2 separate regions of the Mus musculus genome follow, and region 2 is linked to region 1. A link is a contact called in public HiChIP or PLAC-seq data. All regions are on one chromosome and are shown on one strand. The core of a region is the stretch at or near the end of the contact, and the rest is flanking DNA. Distances in the headings are between cores, read along the strand shown. Region 1 holds the start of Rftn2 (raftlin family member 2). Region 2 has its middle 82 kb from the start of Gm32949.

The links. HiChIP or PLAC-seq counts read pairs in DNA pulled down with a chosen protein or histone mark.
Region 2: a contact with region 1 is called in an H3K4me3 HiChIP or PLAC-seq map of bone marrow-derived macrophages, with 5 times the contacts expected there. The contact joins the enhancer-like site here to the promoter of Rftn2 in region 1. A contact is called at or near these places in 2 of 39 promoter capture datasets (cranial neural crest and liver) and 6 of 115 datasets of contacts at active chromatin or transcription factors (the SCID.adh cell line, bone marrow-derived macrophages, embryonic forebrain and 2 more).

The regions. Positions count from the first base shown.
Region 1 is chr1:55,222,238-55,230,074 of GRCm38.p6, reverse strand. It overlaps Rftn2 (raftlin family member 2), which reads left to right and starts at 3,293. Exons shown (of 9, transcript NM_028713.1): 1 at 3,293-3,954. The coding sequence starts at 3,816. It overlaps Gm10561 (predicted gene 10561), which reads right to left and starts at 3,458. Exons shown (of 4, transcript NR_166489.1): 1 at 3,325-3,458; 2 at 1,383-1,579.
Region 2 is chr1:55,802,641-55,810,477 of GRCm38.p6, reverse strand. No RefSeq gene overlaps it. Among named protein-coding and RNA genes, the nearest start is that of Gm32949, 82 kb to the left of the region's middle. Within about 2 kb of position 3,312, at least 64 of the 459 cell types and tissues checked have an H3K27ac peak or open chromatin away from gene starts, as enhancers often do. A contact at or near this core is called in the SCID.adh cell line, bone marrow-derived macrophages and liver, where this site is marked.

The DNA of each region.
Region 1 (7,837 bases), core at 2,044-4,543:
AAATGTAAATGAGCTAAATACCTAATTAAAAAAAAAAAAAAAAAGATGCATTGGTTTGACTATCCAGATGCGAAACCTACATATCGGTAGCAATGATTGTGAAGACAGGAACATATGCCACATTAATAATGAAAATGATTTTAAAATATTGTTAAAAGTCTAACAAAATTCTGCTCTTTTGCAGTTGTAGAGAGAAATGGCCTAAGTGTTATTCAGTTATGACCTTAAGAAACTATAAACTATAAACTATAAACTCTTGCTATAAGAGAAGTGCTTGTGAGTAGTGATGCCTTTAATTCCAGAACTCTGGATCTCTGAGTTCAAAGACAATGTATAAAACCTAGTATAGATAGTGAGTTCCAGGCCAGCCAAGGCAGTAATGTGCTTCTCTTGTTAAGCATGATGATCTGTGTTCAATCTTCACAAGCAACATTTTAAATAAATAAATAAAGCAAGCTGAGCATGGTACAAGCCCAGTGAGAGGGAGGGAGGGGGATGGAGACATGTGACTGCCTCTGGCTTGTTTGCCTGCTAGCCTAGGCTACTTGGAGAGCTCCAACCAAAGAGAGACACAGTCTTAAAACATAGGGAGATGCTGTGTGGTGGTGGCACACACCTTTGATGCCAGCACTTGGGAGACAAAGGTGGAAGGATCTTGGTGAGTCAAGGCCAGCCTAGTTTACAGTGACAACCAGGGCTACATAGAGAAACCCTGTCTCCAAAAAAAAAGAAAGAAAGAAAAAGAGAGAACTCCTAAGATATAACACCCAGAATTACCCTCTAGCCTCCATGCACACACACACACACACACACACACACACACACACACACACACACAAGTAATTAGAGTATGTGCACACACAATAATAATAATTATAGCCTAATAATACATAATATATAGCTACATGCATAATAATAAGAAAGAGCTGCATCCAGTCAGCCTCAGTCGAAATCAGTAGCCTTCTTTCTAGCTCCCTTCGATGTACTTAAAGCATCTTGCTCAGGCTGTACTAGTGATATATCAAATATGAAATGGATGTCCTTTGACTTCATTTGGCTATTTGATTTCCTTTTACCCTCTACAAAATAAAACCTAAGCATCCAAAGCCCTTAGCATAGCTCTTTCCTCATTCCCAGGCTAGCTTCTTTTTTTTTTCTTTTTTCTTTTTTCTTTTTTTTCTTTTTTCTTTTTTTTTTTTTTTTTGCTTTTTTTTTTTTTTTTTTTTTTTTGCTTTGCTTTGCTTTGCTTTTGCATTTTATGTCCTCGCAGTCAGTTGCTTAGTGTTGCTCATTTGTGCCATCGTGTCTCACAAGTCTGGCTTTAGTCTGTGCCCCTCTTCTCCAGTCACATGCTCCCACCTCTCTGTGTCAGTCTCACTTACCCTCGAAACCATCCAGGATATCGTCCCATATGTTCCTGTTGAGTCATCTTTTGTATCCAGTGCTTTTTAAGTACCTGGAAGTGGCAGGCACTTGATAAAGGTAGTGGATACTTAATAAACAACTCTCCAATACCGTAATTGGTGCCAGTGACCAGCAAAGATTCCATTGCTACTGTATAACAGCACAACAGTCCATTCTACAAAAAAGAACATGAAATATGGCAATCACTAATCTTTGTAATGATATGAGTCACTCTTTCTGTCTACTGATTCATCTAATTTACCCAGAATTCCCTTCCGCTGACTATGCCCATCCTTTAACATGGAGACCATGGAATGCTCTCCTATACAAAATGCTTTTGAGAAGTAAAATACTTAAAGAAGTACGGAGCAAAAGATGACAGTGATCCACAGACTAAATAACCCACACGCTCCTTCCAGGGTTTTCATGTGCACAATTTAATGGGCTGAATTTTTCCTCACCACTGGCACTCTCCAGGTTCTCAAAGGAGATCAGGGTTGATTTTGTAAATAGTTGAAGTGGTGCCGAAATCACTTCCTTCCAATCCTGACGCCAGCTCTGTCTCATAGGAGCATTGCTCTCTGCAGGCCGGGTGCTAGGGCAGAACACCAGTTCTCTCCCAGTCTTGAAAGCCATCCTGTGGCAGATGTCCCACTAGGGACAGTTTAAGAGGAAAAGAAGTTGGTACTCAAAGAAGTCAAGTAACCTGCCCAAGAGCATCTCTGTGGTAAGCATGAGGAGACTGCACTCACAAGCAGCCTGCTTCCAGGCCTCCCTCTGAGTGGCTGGAGCACACATCCTATTGTGCACAGCACAACAATAAATGTGCATTGCAGTGGCTCCATGTAAACCACCCTTTACCTCGGCATGCAGCAAATTACCATTTACATTACAAATAAGATTAAAGGAGTCAACTTATCTACATTTGATTTTTTTTTTTTTAACTAAGGCCATTTTGAGACCCATAGCACTGTGGTCAGGCAGTACTAAGTCCTCTAATAGGGGTGTTTTAAGTCAAAAGCATTGGGCTTGTGAGCTGCCTAACCCAAGGGCACTGGCTGCTTTTGAGGTGTGGTTCCAGCACTCACAAGGGAGTTTATAGCCACTTGTTGCCCCAGGTCCAAAGGGTCTGACGCCCCTCCTCTGGGGGAGGGTCCCTGCACCACACACAAGCACATACATAAATAAAATAACAAACCAAGAATGCTGGAGGGAACTAATTCCTCTGTAACTGTCTCATCTTTGCAATTACATAGGATGTTTTTCCTTTTAACTGTTTTTTTCTTTTTTCATTAGTGCATGATAATTGAACAAAAGAAAAATTAAAATCATAGTGACATTTCTATATATCTATTCAATGTACTTTGACCACATTCACTCTTTCTTCCCCAAGTATTTATGAAATAGCTTACGTTTTTGTGCTTTTTTTATACTTGGTGGTTTTAATCAGCACATCTTTCCAGAAAAAAAAAAAAAAAAAAAAAAAACCCGCTGTGTGGAAAGAAGTTTTCCACCTAGGACTGAGAACTTTCTAGGTCTCTCTCTCTCTCTCTCTCTCTCTCTCTCTCTCTCTCTCTCTCCCTCCCTCCCTCCCTCCCTCTCCCTCTTCCTCTTCCTCTTCCTCTCCCCTCTGTTGTTTCCTCAGAAAGCTCACTTCCTTTCTGGAATTAATATTGTTTCCAACACGTTAAGAAACAATCTCTGTCTCTCTCTCTCTCTCTCTATCTATCTCTCTCTCTCTCTGTCTCTCTGTCTCTGTCTCTCTCTCTGTCTCTCTCTCTCTGTCTCTCTCTGTCTCTCTCTCTCTCCTTCTCTCTTCCCCCTCCCTCTGTCCTTTCCTCTCTCCTTCCTTTCCTCCCTCCCTTCCCTCTCCCCCTCCCTTCTGCTTCCTCGGTAGAAGCCGGGAAGCACAGGACTGACCAGAAGAAACAGAAAGAACCGCATCACTTTGACTGACTTTATCTTCTATCCGTAGATAATCACACCAGAGTTGCACTTTTGTCTTTAATTCCGTTTCTGGACACCTCTTTTCCATTCAGCCAACTGGGTGAGACAAAGCCCGTCGGTGCCCTGAGCCGCAGAACTCTGGTCGGGGGCTGGCTGGCTGTAAATTGACGTGGCATGGAAATTCTCCACTAAGTTGCAGCAGCTCACGAGCTCCTCAAAGATCGAGCCCAGCCTCCGGGAGCTGGAGCTAAGGCTCAGTAACAGTAACGTTAAAGAAGAATGGATAAAAGTCCCCAGCTCCTCGCCTTGGACCCGCCGCTTTCTTTCTGGCTATCTGTCATTTCGCTGAAAACCAAATCAAAGCAGTTAGTCTGTAACTTTGTTTTCGCAGCTTAAACAACAAAATTGACCGCGCTTGCTCCTCCGGCTCTCCCCTGCAATCTTAACTCCTTGCAGACTTTGCCATGGGGTGCGGACTTAGGAAGCTGGAAGACCCTGATGAAAGCAGCCCTGGAAAAATATTTTCTACCCTGAAGAGACCGCAAGTGGAAACAAAGACAGAATTTGCTTATGAATACGCCCTGCTGGACTTTACTTTACAAGGTACTCCTTATTTCTATTGTAGCTAGTGTCTGTCTCCAAAATAAGAGAAGACTACGTTTCTGAAGTGTGGACCTGTGGAGTCTTAAGCTCTTTTCCATAATGAAATTGGTCCATCTAACAATGACGCTTTGTTTCTTAATTATATTTGGGGAGATTTTGGGTTGTATTTTGTTTTGTGTGCTTTTTTTTTTTTTTAACATGGCTTATATATACTATACAAAATTAAGAAAACTACTTGGAAATGTTCCTTTTATTTTTAAAGCAAATGGGACAAATGTTTGATTTCTAGGCCAAATTGCTGGAGCCTTAATGACAGCTTGTGTTTTGAAAAGATTTGAAAGGCAGGGACTGTGGGCTATGGGCAGTGCTACTTGTATGCAGTTGTGGAAAACTCCGCCAAGGCAATTCTGAGGTGGCCAGTGTGCTGAATTGTGTGTTGCTCATGTGATAGGTTTGACCAAACTAAAGGTTGAAAGAAATTAGTTGTTTTTGGTTTTGTTTTAATGGGGGAAAGTAGCCTACAGAAGGCACTCCCTCGGCTGGGTGCTCCGTCCCTAACAGAGAAACTCTGTTCCAAAAAGTTGAAAACACAAACAAACAAGCCCAGATGGCAGCTCCAGCAAGGGAAGGGAGGGAAGGGGCTGAGGTGCCTCCTCTTGACCCAAGTCTTTGCCTCCCTCCTCTCTGGAAACCCTGAATACTGCTTCAGAGTCCCTGAGACACAGGACATAGCAGGGTTTAAAGCGAACTGCGTCTGTAATTATGATGTGCTAAAAAAACAAAGAAATTAAATTTAGAGAAATTTGCTTGCTGAATTTTCCAAATACTAGTATTAAGTTCCTATTTTAATTCTTTGATTCTACAGCCCATTAGTTAATTGAAAACTGTACTGCGCATCCAACTAGATGCTTTTACTCCCTACCACCACTGCCGCCTTCCCCCTGAAAACAGTGCATCTTTGTGCACGAAGCAAGAGCAGCCCATTTTTCTTTGTTAAAAACTGAGCTGGCCAGCAAGTAAAATTCAGAGACACAGAAGATCTGTACCTGTGCTTCGAACATATTCCCCACTTTTTTTGATCAAAGAATCCAAGTAAGGACAAGGCTGCCAAAAGAAGAAAAGTTAATATTCTCAATGTTCTTCTTTGTTGTGTGAATTTAAAGTGGATTGAGTTAATGCTGATGGAAAAGTAGCCAAAAAGTCATGAATTTTTATATGCCTTTTTAAAAAGTCATTCGGGAAAATTCTTTGAGACAGGGAGCTTCTACAGTGTGGTTCTCGTCCTTACCAATACAGACTGGATAGGGCAGAAACGCACAGGGTGGGAAAGCATGCCTTTCTTGTGTATCCCGGAAGCTGTAGGCTAGAACCATTGTCTTGTGCACCTTAGGATCCTGAGGCACAGCTCACCTTAGGGCTATAGAGCTTCAAGAAGCTAACATTTTTCTGATTCATGCCATTTCAAAACATTAGCACCTCCAACAAATTTCTATATATGTGATTACCTTTGAATCAAGAAGATACACAGCTTTTACTCAACAGTCATTTTGGTTTTATCAGAAACCTTTTTCTCCATGAAAGGAGCATAATTTCCACCTTCCACTCTAGATGTTGCTGCGAAAGGGTAATTTCACCGTAAAGCACAGGCATGGGTTTGATGTGCACATGCGCACACTAAGGCAGGCGCATGTCTTTAGGTAGCATCTGCTTCCTATTTGGTACAGGCGCCTGGTCTCCGGGGCCCATCTCTTCCTAGTTCTCCCACATGTTCTTGTTTGGGGTTTTTGTTTAACCATTTGTTTTGGTCTTGCCTTTGCGTTTGCTTCAGAAGCCAGGACTCTGTGTACCAGCCCAACCCCGCCCCCTCTTCCAGGCGTAGTTAGCCTGCCTCTTTCCTCCATTCTTTGACAGCCACCTGCCTGCCACTCCAGAGTCTATGATAGTGCGTCTGGGTGGGCTAACACATGCCAGCCTTCTGCTCGGCACTGGCCAACCCTTCCTGGAATTGCTGGGAAGAGAACTGAATGGTGGCTGCTCCTAGCTGCCAGACCACCACACAGTGAGAAACCTTGGCGGAAACAAAATGGCCTGGTGACAGCTGTGTGTATTCCTCAGTTTTGTTTTTGTTTGTTTTTTCCCAAACAGTAGCCATGGAACACAGAATAAAGTTTAAGAAGGGAGAGCCTTCCAAGTCCCTGTGTTGTGTTACAGTTTGTCTTGAACAAGTTGTTTCTCACTCAGTTCTACCTTTCTCCCTTCCCCAATCATTGCATCGCAAATTCTGTTGTACTAACTTTCGGTGGTAGTGTATGTGTCTTAGTCAGGGTTTTACTGCTGTGAACAGACACCATGACCAAGGCAAGTCTTACAAAGGACAACATTTAATTGGGGCTGGCTTACAGGTTCAGAAGTTCAGTCCATTATCATCAAGGCAGAAACATGGCAGCATCCAGGCAGACATGGGGCAGAAGGAACTGAGAGTTCTACATCTTCATCCAAAGGCAGACAGTAGAAGACTGACTTCCAGGCAGCTAGGATGAGGGTCTTAAAGCCCACACCCACAGTGACATACCTATTCCAACAGGGCCACACCTTCAAATAGTGCCACTCCCTGGGCAGAGCATATTCAAAGCACCACAGCAACTACTGTAGCCAAATGAAATGTAGTTTTCATTCACTGCTCAGTGGTTCAGAGCAGCCCCTCTGTTATGGGTACATGCTCTCGTTACTACCCTCTTTCCACCCTCTCACCAAATATCCAGTCGGATGCAGGGGAGTGCTCAGTCAGCAAATGCTTGTTGTCCAAGCATAAGGACCGGAGGAGTCTTATAAAACTCAGGTGTGTCGAGTGACCCCTGCTCCAGGGAGACAGGCAGGCAGATGTCTGGAGAGTGCTATCCAGCCTCACCAGTCTGAGTGCCAGACTGCCTGAAGCCTGCCTGTCTCAAAAAATAAGGTACAAAGTGATCGTGGGCAATGACCAGTGTCAACCTCTGCCCTCCACATGATGTACACACATGAACACATACACTCGTGCACACACGCATGCACACACACATGCATGCACACACCTGATCCAACCAGAATACAAAGAATTTAAATTCCCCCATTTCTTCTCTCCTCTCCATTCTCATTACCACTCTCCATAGCCATTCATTTCCTCTCTGCTTTCCCTGCCCTCTGTCTTCAGTGGCTTCTTTGTTTGTTGTTGTTTGTTTGTGTTTAGTTTGTGTTTTTTGTTTTGTCAGTTGGGAGGATGTGATGTCTTCCAGTCATTCCATACATCTCAACAAGAAAATAATAGCATAATGATTAGGCACACAAGACTCTAGTCCAGTGATTCTCAGCCTTCCTAATGCTGAGACCCTTTAATATACTTCCTTATGCTGTGACCATAAAATCATTTTTGTTGCTACTTCCTAACTGTAATTTTGCTACTGTTGTGAATTATAATGTAAATATCTGACATGCAGGATATCTGATATGCGACCTCCCCAAAGGGGTTGCAACCCACAGTTTGAGAACCAGTGTTCTTGGCGTGGGTCATGAGTCCTTTTAAGCTGCTGTGCAGATCCCTTAACTGCAAACAGGGATTCTAACAATACTTACATCAGACAGCTGCTTTAGATATTAAAGGAAATGACAGAAGATTACCCACAGGGGAGTGTTCACTAAAGCTAGCTGCTGCTGTCCCTCCTGTGAGAACAAGGCTCTATCTCTATTCCAAGGCTGGGACGGACCTCATCCCTTTCCTTTAAACTCAGTTCTTACTCCTCTTTGTATTCATAGCTAGAAGTGGTGATTTGAGGGGCAACTCAAATAAAGTCTTCAAAAGAGGGAGTATGTGGCCAGCCAAAGTGTTCTGGCCTGATCCGGGGCACAG
Region 2 (7,837 bases), core at 2,063-4,562, 580 kb before region 1:
TATTTTCTAATAATTAGAAATTGGATATTGTGGATAAATATTGGCTCCATGGTAAAAATTTCCATTATAAAACATAAACTCTTGAATTAATATGATATTGGGAGGTCTGTTTCTTGAGCAATTCATTCTCTGTTTATTGATGGCTTGCATATCCAAGAACATCTACTAAGCTTCCTGCTTCTGCTGTGTAGTCTCCCATAGTCCTCCATGGTCTGCAGTGTGGATCCCAATTACCAGAGCAGTTGCCAAAGGGACGTTCCTCCTTGGCCTTCCCTTACCCTCCACAGAAGGTTTTGATGTTGGTAACATTTTTCTTCCTTTCTTTCTCAGATTCCTGAATCTCCTTCCTGGTGTCTCTGGCTCTCTTGTCCAGTTCCCTTTACATATTCTCTTCCTTTGTACATACATTTTTACAAATCTTTCAGACAAGTTTGCACTTGACTGTAGTTATGTGGTATCTTCTGGAAGAGAGGAAGCAATATGTTTATCATTTGTAAGCACAAGGCCTTAAGCCCCAAGTAATATTCATTCTGCCAAATAAATTAAAGATTACCAAATGCCTAGAAGAATATTCTAATAGATGGATGAAGAATTAGCACATAGAGAAGAGTCCATCCATACCATTCCTACCCACAAAGGACAGGAAAGTGATTGAGAAATAAATTTCCCTTGATAAAACTACTGAAGAGTTGTCTGTTCCAGCAATTGATGCAGAGAGTAACTAGCACACACATATTCATGTAATTGCTTCCATAGCTTTGTCTAACCCAGACACTGAGACAGTTCATTTTCCAGATGTCTTTCCATGAGGACCTCATTTGCCTCACTGCCTAAAGGAAATCTGCTAGTCCTGAGTATCTCTTTCTTGCATCAGACATTATGTATGGCCAGTTGTTGCAATGGCCTCATAGCTGCCTTTCCTATTTAAAGTCTGCACCATCCAGCCCTTTTTGCACAGTGCACACTGAGTGGTCCTGAGAACAAGGCTTGGAGTCTTCAGCTTGGCTTCTGTTATCTGTATCTCTCCAGCCCTGTCTTGTATCATTTCATCTCATATTCTATCCACTTCCCTGATGACCAGTTTTGTTCTTTGCACATATCACCAACCTTGTGTTCCCTCTGCAGCTGCCTGAATAACAGCTAGAGTCATATTACCTCTGCCAAGTTCCGTCATTTATACCACTGCTAAATGTCCTGAGTCGGCACAATCGCATTGCCTTTCTACCTACTACCACTGTCTACATAAAACACTGAGAACTTTTCATCCCAGCAATAAACCAAGCGGGAACAATAAACACCAAAATATTTTTGTTACTTAAGACAGAGATGGGATCATGTACAAGCAAGCTTCCTGCCTTTGTCTGAGAAATTTTACTGTGGGACTTGAGATGGCAGAGAGCCATGCTTCGGTTCACCGAGTGGCTTTATTTCACCTTATGTATTCAATCCTTCTTGAATTTAGGAACATGACTCTGAAATACCTTTTCTGCTGGCATCCTTCCATCTGGTTCTTCTCATTCTCACTCTTCCTCAAAATCTTGCTAACAAGCAAGGAAGAAAAAAAACCCAAGGGTGTGGCCAAGAGCTGTGGTTTTCTCCTTCCTGGTTCTGCTTGGTCTGCACTCTCCATTTCCAACACTGCTACAGTTGTGTGGCTTCCGTGACATTATTTCACCACTCCTAGTATTCTCATACCCCTAAAATATTATGTGAACTATGTATTGTACTTACTATTCCAGTCTGTCTCACTCACAAGTGAGTTCTCCAACTAAGATAAACTAAGATTAAAGTTTGGTCTCCAAGTATTTACCACATGTGAGGACAGAACAGATGTATGGCCTACTCCTTCCGAAAAGGACCTTGGGATTTTATAGCATGTTCTTCACCTCTCTTAAAAAAAAAAAAATTTGATTGAGGTGATGGTGGCGCACACCTTTAATTCCAGAACTTAGGAGGCAGAGGCAGGGAGATCTTTAGGGTTGAGAACAGCCTGGTTTACAGAGTGATTTCCAGGACAGCCAGGGCTATACAGAAAAATCAGATCTCAAAAACCAAACTGAAAAAAAAAAAAAGAATTTCTTTTGACAATATTATTGAAGTTTGCTGAGAGAAAGATTAGGTTGGAATGTGATTAATTACAAAACAATTGATCAGACTTAGTGATGTCTTGTAGGAAAACATGTCTGTCACACCATCATCTATAACTGATATGTGAGGTGGAGCCCATAGGTTAACAGTGTGTGGGAGAGAAGGCACTAGGTGGGGTGAAGGGTAGAAGGGAGGGGGAGAAAGGAAGACAGAGACTGCAAGACACCAAGACAAGAATCTTTACCCAAGATGCACTGAGACACAGAGGAGGCAACACTGTGGCTCCTTAGTTGAATGCCCACTGTGTGCCATGCCCCTCCATCCAGCTGTAGTTATTCACCACACTGTTATACACGATGACACTAGGAAACGCACTATGCAACAAGCATCATCATACTATTATATATGAATAATATAGTAACAGTAATACATCATTTTGGTTAATTGTTATTGATAATTATTCATTCATTAATATATTAGTAATATGATTATATTTTGCCACACCCAAAATATTACACAATCATCACTTAAGTGCTGGAAACCAGGTTTAAACCCCAAATTTATAACCAATTAAGCCTCTTCCAAACAAACCTGTAATTATAGTGTCCTGTATCACAAGAGAACACTTTTCCAGTTGCCAAGGGACCAGAGGGAAGGTACTCTGCCAGTCCACCAAACAGTAAGAGCAGTGGACTCTATCCCAGAGGAGCTGGTAAGTGGCCTTTATCTTGAATTACATGGGAGAACTTTTTAAGCAGTTCTGATTGAAAGAGGTGAGTAGGAGAAAGAAGATAAGTGTAAAAGTGGAGCCAGGCACCCGGAAGGGACCAAGAAACAAAAGTTGGCTGGGAAAGCTGAACTAGAGCCTGAGAAAATGACCTTTGGGCCACTGGTGGCCAGTTCAGCAGACAGACAACAGTAACAAACACATCATTTTCAGTCTGGAGAGCTAAGAGGGCCTGGAACAGCAGAGAAGAAGGAAAGTAAGCCACTAATTCTACTCAAGAGGCTGAGAGAGGGAGCCTCTGTTGTTTCCTCCTGAGCGTGTTCAGCCTTGACTGTCTGGAGATGGAGGAGGAAGGGTGCTGGCAGGTCCTGCAGCCTTGATGGACAGTAGGATTGTATGCCAAGCCCTCTCGGCTCCCACAGTCACTCACTCCTGCTTCACAGCTGGGAATAAGACAGAGTGGGGGTGGAAGTCACAGACTAGAGGGAGGGAACAGAGGAAGTGAAAAAGAAAGAAAATGCTCAACAGTCGTGTTGCTTCAGCTTCTCTGTGTGGAGGCATAGTCATCACTCACAGGAGACCCACAAGCAACTCCTGATCATTTTGCTGATTGGTGCTCTTCAAACACGAGAGCGACTTTCAGTAGGCAGTACAAATATGCTATACTTTATTCTCAAATGCAGAAAAAGACACCTACTCTAATAGTTTGTTGTGCTTAATAAGACCTAAGTTAATCTCTGCTATTACACATTCTTATGGGATTTCCAAAGATTGTTTGACATTTTATGATTTATTTTACCTTCCATGGAACCAGTACTATCTAACCCCACAGGAAGTGTGGTGACATTTTATCATTTAGAGGCCTGATCCTATTGAGTCAAAAATAAAGCATTTGTTTCTTTCCAGCCTGTGACTATGTTGTCATTATTTTGAACAGAAATGTGGCAACTTAGTAGTATGATGAACACTTACAGAGCCATGGTTTGCTCCTCATGTTCTAAACAGACCAGCATTAGCCAGGGCTGTCTGAGAAGACTTGAGTGTTATTTCTCCTTCAAATCAGCTTCATAAAGATTGATTTCTCCATAAATCATCTTCCTCCTACATCCTCCTGGATGCTCCCTACTGTACCATATACTGTCCTGTTCTACAGTCTATACTGCTAACCATTCATGTAGTTGTATACATATGTATGATTATATACAGACTTCCAAATGGGCATATGGAGACCAGATGTCAAAGTTAGGCATCTTCATCAACTGCTACTCATGTTAGTTTTGGGAGAGTGAACTGAACTCAGAGCTCATCAATCTAGGTAGGCTGACTGGCCGATAACTCCAGAAATCTACCTGCCTCTACTACCCTACATTAACAGACGTGTGATGTCATGCCCAACATTCTATGTGGGTACTAAGAGTCTAAACTCAGGTCTTCATGTTTACATGAAAGAACTTTACAGAGTGAGCCTTCTCCCAACCCCAACATTTTCTTATCCATTTCTCTATTAATAACACTTAGGCCATTTATCTTGGCGTTACAAATTATGCTTCAGTGAATATTGGAATGTAGGTGTCTGTTCAAGGTAGTGATTTTATTTTCTTAGACTTATAATCAGGAGTGGGTTGCTTAACCATATAGTAGTTCTATTTTTAATTTTTAAGAAGCCGTATAATAACTTTTGTACTTGCCATAACTGTTTATCTCCCTTCCATTAGAATAAAAAGTTCCCTTTATTCTCTCCATAGATCTGTCAATACTCTTTATCTTTGACTTTTGATCAAAGCCATTCTAGTAGGTATGATGTAATATCTCATTGAAATTTGATTTATAGTTCTCTGATGATTACTTCTAATGAGAATCTTCTTATTAAAAATTGAAATGTTGTATATCTTCTTTGGGGAAGTGTGACTAGAGAACTGGCAGAAATAAGGATGCGTTAGACAAGAGCAAATACATGCTTTCACAACAGGTCAGACATGCAACTGAGGCTGATCTACTTGATGGTGAAGCATCTGTAGGAGCAATCCCAGCATGGGTATCTTTCTCCATTTGGAATGGGATGGTGTGCCTCCTTGTTGTAGGGGCAGCAACACAGCCCCTGCTATTGGTGATAAGATTTAGTTAATAGCAGGTCATTATTTTTCTTTTTATTACACTTTTATTATTTAAAAATTTTAGATTTAAATATATTTTGATCATATTTCCTCCTCCTCAAGTCTTTCCAGATCTTTCCCCCCTTCCTACCCACCCAATTTTAAGTTCTTTTCCAAAAACAAGCAAAAAGCTCACAAAACCAAACACCCACAAACTCAAAACACTCTAAAACCACATCCAAACCAAACAAAGCAAAGCAAAATACTAAACTGTAATCAAATAAAAGGGTGCTCTCGCACATGCTCACATGCACGCACGCACGCACGCACACACACACACACACACACACACACACACACACACAATCTAATCATATGTTAATCTACTATTCCTGAACACGAGGGTTTCCCTGGAGTGGTTGATATATCCAGTGGAACTCTACTGGAGAAAATTGATTTTTCATCTCCCTGTAGGTATAAGTGGCAGTTCCTTTGTTAACCTTTATCCTAGTGGCTTTATCCATTCATCCACTCACCCATGCACCCAGTCAGTCTGTCATTTATTCTTTCATTTAAAAAAATATAACAAAATAAAATATAGCTTGCTTAGTCATCATCAGAGAAGCTTCCTCCTACAGCAGATGAAAGCAAATACAGAGACCCACAGCCAGCCACGATGCAATGCACAAGAGACCTTGGAACTACATGGGATGTGCCCATCAAACCTCTCTCCTCAGAGCTCAGGAAACCCTGCAGAAGAGGAAGCAGAAAGAGTAAGATCCAGAGGAGATGGAGGACACCAAGAAAACAAAATTGTCTAAATCAATGTGATCAAAGCTTGTGCAAACTCACAGAGACTGAAGCAGCAAGCACAGAGCCTGCGCGAGGCTGCACCAGGGTTGCTGAGTATATATTATGGTTTCCAGTTTAGTATTTTATGGGATCTTTACATATTCTAATAAGTGGGTCTCTGATTCTTTTACCTTCTTTTGGGCTCTTTCCTCCTATTGGCTTGTCTTGACCAAATTTATGCCATAGTTTTTCTTTTATCCTTTTTAAATTATACTGTTAAAAATGAAAAAAGAAAATAGAGATAGACCATTACCCCTTCCTAACTCTAGGTGGTCTTCTTTTCATAAGATTGCAGGGGACTATGACACTATCACAGGAGTCAGCAAAAGAAGGCGGCAGGATGAATAATTGAAGGGTCTCCATTAACTTGGGACTTGTTCTGCCTTCAAACGTTTAGGTCTGCAGTACAGGAAATGCTCTTTGACAGTAAGCCACATGTTGATGTGCTTTTCCCATTACTTTCAGCCTTTGATAGATTAGAGGTATCCCAAACCTCTAATTTTCTCTCATTTGCCTGTGGAGTCTAGTTCCTCTCCTTTCTTGGTCTGTAGAGCACAAGGGGAAGCCTGTGGTATCCGATCATAAGACGACTTATAGCTTCCCTCTTGGAAGGCACAGAGAGGAGCAGTATGTAGGACAGAAACTGTATGGCTGACAGGAGCTGTACTGTAAAAAGCTCGGCTACCCTGAGAGTCGCATGCTACAGGGAACCCAGGCAAAATGGACAGAAAGTGCACAGGTCTCTAGCTGACAGCACCAGATGTGTTCCTAGCCAGTAGCCAAATGAACAATATACCAGTGATTCAAAGGCAAGACCTTTATTTAACACCACCTCAGTAGAGGACATCAGTGGAGGACCACAGCTGCTGCAGAAGCTACCAATGTGCAATAGAAGAGAATGCATGGATGGAAAGGAACATGATGGGTATCAAAGAAGGAGAATTCTTGCTAAACCATCTTGGCAGAATTCTTGCTACAACTAGGCTGCATAGGCTAAAACCAGCAGTCCAAGAAGAGATGATTAAAAGGCTCAGAAGAGTCCCACTAAAGGTAGGTCAGGGTGGGATTCTTGTCACCACAAACCCACATCAATCACCGGTCTTGTGAGAGAAGATTGTGGATATCCTGCCCAGTCATGTCAAAGCTGCCATCTCATGGCAGCCACCTGAAAGGATGAAAGCAATAACTAGCCATCTGAGCCTCATCACAGAGCCAGAAGGAGAATAATCAGTTGTTGTAAAATAAGACAATTTATACTCTTTTGATAAGGAGCAATAGATAACCTAGGCACAAGCCAAAGCATTACAGGTGACATAAAGATCTAGAAGCTGAGTAAGTTTCTCTGTGTCATATCAGTGTCTTCTCAGCAGTCCCAGCATTAAGTGGCATGAGGGCAGGAGTACCAGGACTACTTCCTTCATAGGATCTGGAGCCCCACCACAGGACAGAGACACCTAAGCTTAGAGGCATATGCAGAAACCACAGGATAGGAAGAAATTGGAAGGAGAGATGTTTTTGGAACCCTTCTCACTATGAAAGAAGAATCTAGAAGCATTGAATCACAACTAGACCATTCACTGGATCATTCACAGCAGAATTAACAGTTTGTATTAGAAGTTTACTAGGGTTGGGTGCAGATAATGAAAGAGTGAATAGCTATGCTGTAGATAGCACAGCACTGGAGCAAGTCATGGTGGTTTCACTATTGCTGGTCCTCCCCTTGCTACCGAACGCTACTACGCTGAGCCCAATCCATCACTGTCTCAAACTCTGAAGGTTACTTTCCAATGGTCATCTCCTTAACATGAAGCTTGGCCAGAGAGAGGATTACTATCCTCACAGCTTTAACCTCAGGCTCTGACATCCCCTTCCACAACCATCAGCTTGCCATCTCTTATCAAGCAGCCACATTCAAGGTGAGCCAGTCACTACCACAGAAGGCAGCCTTCAGTCCAACTTCCCTTCATTCCCCAAAATAACCTAACATCTGCCTGCTTCTGCCTTATATCACCCCAAACCCTACTACTTGGCACAGTCTAGCTAACTCATCTCAATGATATAAAACCATTTGAACTGT